Linked DNA regions of Callithrix jacchus: region 2 is linked to region 1. The links are chromatin contacts, called in public Hi-C maps. All regions are on one chromosome and are shown on one strand. The core of a region is the stretch at or near the end of the contact, and the rest is flanking DNA. Distances in the headings are between cores, read along the strand shown. Region 1 overlaps TAF4 (TATA-box binding protein associated factor 4). Region 2 holds the start of PSMA7 (proteasome 20S subunit alpha 7).

Evidence for each region. A called contact is a pair of places that touch in the nucleus more often than the background predicts.
Region 2: a contact with region 1 is called in a Hi-C map of skeletal muscle, with 4 times the contacts expected there. The contact joins the promoter of PSMA7 here to the enhancer-like site in region 1. A contact is called at or near these places in 2 of 3 Hi-C or Micro-C datasets (induced pluripotent stem cells and skeletal muscle).

What each region holds. Positions count from the first base shown.
Region 1 is chr5:57,547,337-57,551,481 of calJac240_pri, forward strand. TAF4 (TATA-box binding protein associated factor 4) reads right to left here. Exons shown (of 17, transcript XR_013535268.1): 17 at 765-2,268. Among named protein-coding and RNA genes, the nearest start is that of TAF4, 80 kb to the right of the region's middle. Within about 2 kb of position 2,820, at least 1 of the 16 cell types and tissues checked has an H3K27ac peak or open chromatin away from gene starts, as enhancers often do. A contact at or near this core is called in skeletal muscle, where this site is marked.
Region 2 is chr5:57,705,953-57,709,870 of calJac240_pri, forward strand. PSMA7 (proteasome 20S subunit alpha 7) reads right to left here and starts at 2,042. Exons shown (of 7, transcript XM_035299105.3): 1 at 1,866-2,042. The coding sequence starts at 1,961. SS18L1 (SS18L1 subunit of BAF chromatin remodeling complex) reads left to right here and starts at 2,168. Exons shown (of 12, transcript XM_035299101.2): 1 at 2,168-2,554.

The sequences.
Region 1 (4,145 bases), core at 1,570-4,069:
AACCCAAAGATGCCAGCCAGCTGCCAGAACAGGGAGAACAGACCCTTCCCCCAGAGCCTGGGGAGAAACCCCCTCTGCCGGCACCTTCATCCCCAACTCCGCTTCCCAAGCTGTGGGACGGTCGGTGCTCCCTGCCCCGGCAGCCCCAGCAGGGGGCAGTGTGACAGCCTGCGAACAGGAGCTGCATCTCCAGCTCCTGCGGAGCTGGTGAGTAAACCTGCCGGTCACTGCAGGTCCCTGCAGGTCCGTCACACCAGGCGGAGTGAATGTCACACTGGGGGGCCAAGTTCAATCAAGGCAGCGACTGCTCCCCAAGGTGGTCGAAGGCAGGGAACAGTGCACATCTGCGCTGAGCCTCTGAGGGCCCACCAGGAGCGGCCAACCTGTACCATGAACCACCCTGAAGACCCCTTCTTTTGCCACAGGAGGAGGGCTGGGGCCCTCAGCCGGGCTCTACAGGTGTGTTTCTGTGTCTACCTCCCCCTGCCCCGGGCCTCCCCCCGCCCCTCCCAGCTGTGCCCAGCTCATCTCCACCTGCGAGAATGGAAGGTAAGCCCGGCCCTCAGCCCTCAGCCCTCAGACTCCACACACAGGGCAGCCCGGGCCCTGTCCTCACAGAGAAAGTTCCTTCTCCCGGCTCTACTGGGACTCAGCTACAGATTCCAACAGGTGGTTCAGAAACCAGCACCTCAGCAGAGCCAGAGTGGAGTCTGGCAAGCAAAATCTAAAACTGGAAAACTGGGGAAAAACAGGCAAAACAAATACAGATAAATTTGTTTTTAATAAAGGAGTTAATTTTCTTTCAATCCTATATAAAACAATAGCAATTAAAAACTTCATTTTTGAAAGTAAAATATTTACATATGAACAAGTAACTGTGCAAAATTTACATGAAAAAATGGAAAGACGGGGATTTCCTAAAAGACAAAATAAAAGGTGTAACAGTTCTCAGGTGTTGATAAAAAATACTGATCAGCGTTCAGTTCACACGCGCTCGAATTAAAGTCTAACGTGAGAATTCACATGGAGAAAGCCGGAGTATTTACAGTCATAAAAGTACTATCAATAGACAATTTCATACAATAACCTCTGAAAATATAAAGAACCAATTAGTATATTTGTAATAAAAAAATAGGTACAAAGAAGGGCTTTGCTCTGGACGCCTGTCAAGTCGGCCCAAGGCTTGCATACAGTGTCTTAGCAAAATAGTTCTAGTTTACATAGCCATTCTGTCATGTGCCAAAGTATGTACAGTTACTGACAAAATACACCAACCATTTTCAACACTTGATTCACACCGAGAAACAGTCTTGATGATTCTTCTCAACTTTGATTTTATTTAATCTAGGTTTTCACTTTTAGCTAAAAAACACAGTGCAAGTAAAATATATTTATGCTGAAAAGGTTTTCATCTCTTTTAACTTTACAACTTTACAAACTATAGCAAATAAAATGCATTTGTACAGATGCTGACCACACATTCAGAAGGAGCCCACCTTTGCTGGGCTCTGCCGCTACTAAGCAGAAATGTGATTACACTCTGAGGTGGGGGCGCCAAGATGAATTGTGTCCTCCTGCAGGACTCTCAGCGGAGGGGAGGCGAGGGGAGGGCAGGGAAGGAGTTGGGAGGAGAGGGGAAGGAAGATAAATAGTCTAAAAAATCAGTTTGCTTTGCCAACTGACTATTACAAAAATAAAATAAAGGAAATGAGGTCATCGGCTGTAGACAGACACCTACATGGTAAGTTAGGTAGAACTAAACCAAAATGCACAAATAGCAGAAACTGCTATGAGTTGACAGAGGGCAGCTAATTATTTGCTAACGATTCCATCAGTCTTTATATATGGCTTGTTTGGCAAGAAGGCCACTCAATCAAGATGAGTTAAGATTTAATTGTCCTTTAAGAGTATCCACAGGCCTTTGTGTTCTCTCTGTTACAGAAACGTATTTTCTTCCACACTGAAGAGTTGATTTAGAAACAGGAATATAAAACTGTTCCATTGTAAAGAGGTGGCTGTTTTTTAAACAATATCCCATTTGCTTGTTACAAAAAGGCGTAATCTGCAAATATATAAAAAGTCCCCAGGCGTCCTCCTGTGTCACTTAAGGAATGCTTTGTAGAGCAGCAGTGAATGGCTTGTCTCTCGTTCATTTTCTAAACAAAATATGAGGTCCCTGAGGTTGACCCGTGTAATTCTTTGTCGTGTGAACTGCCTGGGGGTTCCAACACCCGAGCTGCCTGGGACCACTGAGCCGGAGCCCGACCCCTGGTGACGAAAAAGGAAAAGACAGTTGTGTTAGTGGGGTTCGAAGCGGGGCTGGCAAGGGGTGCCGCCTGTTGGCTGTCCCAAGTACCCTGATGCCAGAGGAGGCCAGGCCCGGCCGGGCCCCTTCCGGCAGGCCCACAGGAGGAGCCGTTCAGGGCCTGCCAGGGCAGGGGTGAGGGCAGGAGGCCCCACACTGTGCCTTCAGGATAGGGCAGACTCAGACACTGCCCAATGCCCCACAGTACTCAGACCAGGCCCGGGGCTGAGGACGGACCAGGGGGTGGCACCCGCCCAAGGCGGATGGCTGAGCAGTCCCAGGGTCACCCTCCATGCGACCGCAGCAGAGGGCACAGAAGCCACACTGTGTCTCTGTGTGTCATCCCTGCTTGGCTGCTGAATTCCTGCACTGGGTGTGCTGGGTCAGCTAAGAAGGCTGGATTGCTCAGTGGTTCCCACAGTCATCCCCGGCTCCTCCACAACCCTGCACAACCCTCCCTCTGGCTGGGCCCTGGCTGCAGAGACCCTGCCTCTGCCAGCCCCCTCCAGGTGTCCAGCTGTGTCCTGAGCCGCCTCAGACACCTTCCTGCTTGGAGAAGCATAGCTGCTGGGTGCCAGTTCTTGTGGAGTGTTCCTGTGGTTTCAGCAGACAACACCTGCACGACACCACCCAGCAGGGCACATGCCAAACTCCCAACAGCTGCTGTTTCCCCATTTGGCTGAAAACCAAGGCCTGCCATGGGGGTTAAAGTTGCTCATGTATATTTAAGTACAAAGATTACGATGGCATCTTTACAGCACGTTCTCAACCGCAGTTAAGATGATGGAAGTAACGGATTCTGCTCTGTGCATGGGAGCCAAACTGTGGGCAGCTGCAGGCGAGGCCCAGCTGCCCCGACCTGGTGCCCTCATCTTGCCCTTCCTCCCATCCCCCCTCTGCCATTATCAGTTCAGGCTGGGAGCACAGCTGCCCTGTGTGATGGTCTCTAACCGATGGCATTTTCTTTATTCCTATGAGACTCAAACAGTAGAGGGCACCGTCTCCCTTCAGATGCCCTGAGCCTGAGGGCCCTTCTTCAGATCCGCCCTGGGTCCCTCTGCTACTGAAGCCTCTGCAGGCTCCACACTCGCTCATTACAAACTGATCCGCACCTGATCAAGTTTGGGCGGGTGACAGTTTGCAGAGTGAGGGCGGGGATCTCACAGGCACCACCCAAGCAGGCTGTGACCCAGTGACACCTGCTATAGATTCCAGACTGCGGTTTGATGTGTCTACCTCAAAATAGCTCAGCAGCCAAGAAAGAGGGCTGGGGTGAAAGTGAGACGCTCATCTTGGGAGCACAATTTAAGGGATGCTGAGAGTCAAAAATCAAAATATTCTAATGCAAGTGTCAGCAGCAACCAAGGGCAGGGGGCGAGGCAGTGCCTGCTGGGTGCTGAGGCCACCCCCAGGCCCAGCACACTGAGAACCTGATGCCGGGCCCTGCTTCTGTGCCAGGCTCTGAAGGTACAACTATGAATGAAAACCATAAATTCTCCAGGTTCTATGAGTTTAATAAATAAAACTAATTTTTTTCTTAAATCTTTTAAAAAAAAAAAAAAGAAAAAGAAAAACAAGCTTACCCGCGAATCTAACCTACCCAATATTCCAACTGCCCCTCTCTACACAGTGCCCTCCACCCTCCCCACCCGCCTCACCCCAGGCAGGAGGGTCCACACTCCCTTGTCTTTCCAACAGGGTCTTTGCTCACAGAATTCTATGTGGAGTTTGGCTACCACAGAAGGTCCTATGCTAAATTGCTCTGAAGACAGAGTGGAGATCTCATGGGAACCTCTCCCTCCGTTCTCAGGACTGGGGCTGCCGGCGGACCAGGGTCTTC
Region 2 (3,918 bases), core at 792-3,291, 160 kb after region 1:
GAGCAGATCTGAACCTGGGTCATGTGGCAACGTACTCTGGGCAGCAGCCTCCACTGAAGGTGTGTTCACCCGCACCCCTTTCTCCTCCACTTGTCTGTCACTGTGGCTGGCAGCACATCCTGCAAACCCAGGGCATTCATCTATTGCTGGTAGAGCTAGCCCAGGTGTGCTCACCTAGGTGGCCAACCTGTGCCTTTAGAATACTGAAATGTAGTTTTAGTTACAACATAGCTAGTAATCAACCGCTATATAATCAGCATGTGTTTCATTTCAACCCAATGAATCAAACAGTCCCATGCAAAGCCTGGAAGCCTGAGACTTTCACATTCCAGTCTGGTGTTCTAATGGCAGTGTTTCTGTAATTGTGAAATTAAGGCACACTGCCCTGTTTCTTGCACTATGGCATACTCAAGTGACACCGAAGGGGCCTGATTTGCTATCAGTGGACAAGGTGTCAACTGTTACCCGAAATTGTTTACGGCTGATACTAGAGAAGAATGTAGCTGTTGTTAAATGCGTGGACAATCACAGACAGTTAACCCCAAGTCAAGCCAGAAACAAAGGAAACCGTCACTGGGATAAACAGCGCCTCCTGGTTCACAGTGCAGGGCTCCTCCAGCTCAGCTCGGTGACCACTAGGGCAGGCTGATCTCGCTGCCCTGCCCCGCTGCGGGGCGGAGGGGGATGTTCAGCAGTGTCCCTGGCCTCTACCCGCTAAATGCCAGGAGCACCTCTGCAAGGCCTTGGGCCACTGGAAGTCTCTACACACTGCCACTGGCCCCGAGGGCACAAAACCATCCCTGGCTGAGAAGTACTGGTCTGAAGTGTTTTCGGTCTTCTGGGAGCTTTTTCAGGTAGACTCACTTGGCCTTCGAACTGACCCGGAAGGCCCAGAGAAGCTACAAGGGTTGGTTAAAGCCAGATGCGGCCAGCTGGCGGGGGCGGCAGAATTGGAGTTGGGGGCAGGGGTCAGCTGACTCCTCCTAGTGCTCTTTAAGCTGAGTTAGACCACCTGAAGAATACTGGGCCTTCATTTTGAAACAAAGATTCAGCAAATGAAAACACTTTAAAATTTACAGAACCGTGTGCTGCTTTCTCTGCCTGCTCAAACCTCTGAATGCCAGAAGATACAAGAAAAACGATCTCACAGCCTGACCAATAAAACCTACACGTCTTGATATTACGAATTTAAGTTTCAAAAAATGTCACTAAGGTCACTGTACACGAGCCCTCATCAAAAAGAGACGGCCGGCCGTGCTCAGACCAGTCCCGACCCGGGCGGCTGCAGCCGGGCCCAGCGGAGGGCTCCTTCCGGCAGGGCGCAGAGATCCGGAAGGCGCCCGCCACCGGCCCTGCCAGCGAGTCGCTTTGTTTCCGAAGCCCACCGGGACTTAAAGGACAAGTGTTGCCGTTGAGCGAGTGGGGATCCCCGTAACGGAGATCTGGTTGGATAGTTCACCCCGAGCCACCCGCTGCGTGAACGGCCCCCTAGAGAGCGTAGGCAGACCCCCGCGCTCCGCAGCCTGGAGCGGCCCTCGCCCGGCCTCCGCAGCGCGACCCACGCGCCAGGCCCGGGCCAGGGGTACCCAAGATGGCGTCGCCACGGCCCCGCGCGCCCGGGACCCACGCGAGGCGTTGGGTGGGGGCAACGGGCGCTTGCGGCTCGCACACCAAACGCCGCCTCTGCAGGCACTCGTGGAGAAGGGCAGCGGGGCCCGCGCTCGACAGCAGCCCAGGTCGCCCAAGCCACTGCCCCGCGTATGCCTGCGGGCGCCCACAGCTCCGCGCCCGGCCCCGGCCCTCTCCCGGCTCCCCGGCCCCACTTCCGCCCGCGTCCCGGGCCGGCGCAGGCCCCGGCGCCTCACCGCGGTCGAACCCTTTTTGACGGCCTCCTGCGCGTACTCCACTTGGAAGAGGTGGCCGTCGGGCGAGAAGACGGTGATAGCGCGGTCGTAGCTCATGCCGGCGGGGCGGCAGCCAAGCACTTTCCACCGCCGCTCTCAAAAGCGCACACTCACGGCCCGCGCGCGCCCGCGACTCCCGGCGCCACTACGCCCGCCCCCCCCGCCCTCGGCGCCGTGACCTGCGCTGCCAGCGTCGGGCGGCGTCAGGAGGCGTCGGGCGGCGTCAGGCGGCGTCCACGGACGTGCGGGCGCGCGCCGGGGGCGGGGCGGGGCCGGGCGGAACCACCGGTGGCTGGGGGTGGGAGGTGCTGCGCTGAGGCGGGCCGAGCGCGGGTCTAGAGGAGCCCGCCGGGGGCCACCGCTCGGCACTGGACCACAGGCCCTTCTGCAGGGCGGCGCGGCTGCTCGGCGGACCCGGAGGCGAGGCGACGGCGGCGGGAAGGACGAGCCCAGGACGCGGCGCCCCCCGCGCCCCCGCCCCCTGTCCCCCGCCGCGACTGCGGATAATGAGCGCCTCGGGCCGCCGAGCGCAGCCGGAGTATCCACCCCGATGACCACGGGCTAACCCCCGCGCCGCCACCATGTCCGTGGCCTTCGCGTCCGCCCGACCAAGAGGCAAAGGGGAGGTCACACAGCAAACCATCCAGAAGGTGGGCCGGGCCGAGACGGCGGCGCGGGGCGGCGGGGCTGCGGAGGGGCGAGCGCGCGCGGGGCCCGGGCGCGGGCAGCCGGCAGGCGCGGGGCGCTAACAAAGCCGGGGCGCAGCCGGGCAGCTGCAAGCCCCGACGGCGGCCCCGTGCCCGTCCCCGCGCCCCATGCCTGTGCACTGGCGGTCACCGGGCTGTGCGGGGGACGCCCCCCGGAGAGCCTGCGCCAACTTCGTTGGGGCGCGCGGGTCCCTCGGGCCGGGCGCGGGGCGGTGGGGGCCGGGCGGACGTCGGAAGGTGCCGGCCTCCGAGCGCGCTGTCCGCCGAGTCCGCGGCGCGCTCTGAGAACCGTTCTGGGCCGTACCCGGCGCACGGGCATTCGTTTTCGCGGCCCGGGCGAGGGCTCGTCGAGCTCCGCTGCCAGCCTAGGTGGCGAAGGCGGCGGCCGGCGGCACTCGCTTTCTGCGCTCAGCTTGGCGAGTGAAGAGGGGCTCGGGCCGGGTTCAGGGCGCACAGAGACGGCGGCAACCGCGGCCGGGGCAGCCTCTCCTGCCGCTGGAGGCACAGAGGGACGCGTCTGGATGCCCAGTTTGGGACCGTTCGGTCGCCGTTTAGCAGCCCGGCCCCGTAGGGATCGCACCGTCCGCCTGTATCCTCGCGGCTACGCTGGGTTTCAGCGTGACACCCTCGCCCACAGCCTTGCCTAACAAACTTTATTGATTTGCTCCACAACCTTTTCTCTCACTCCGTAAGTTCGGCCTTGTGGTTTTCTAGAGACAGCGTTTTCATGGGTTTAGGACACTGTTATCTAAAGTCCTAAGTTTTGAAATTAAGACTTTTTATTTTCTGCTGTTCTGTGGAAGACAAATTCGGAAGAAAATCAGCATTAGCCATTCCTGTTTCCGTCGTCACAACATCTTTTGGAGTGACACTGGGATTTTTTTTCCTAAACTCTGACTCGTCTTCATCCTGGTGGGACTGCAGGGATAAACGGTGGTGTTCCTAGGTTTCCAGGAGCCGCTTATCTCCCTACGGGGGTTCACCTTGACCTTCACTGACGCTCTTATTCCTTGATGACGTGCCGGTCTCCTGTGGAAATTGTCCTAAATTTATCGCCTATTTTGAGACTACCCTTGCTGTGGTTAGTTTGAGAAATTTATGGTCTTAATAAATGAGAGCACTGGCCAACTCTGAACAGGGCAGATTATTTGAGAACAGCAGAAACAGATTTACAGGTGTGGCATTTTAATTTACCTACTAAACACTTATGTGGTGCTTACTATATCCAAGACACTGTAACACGGGTTTTATAAATCTTAATTCATGTGATTTTTCTTGGAAGCTACTGGCAGCCCGTTTGATAGCTA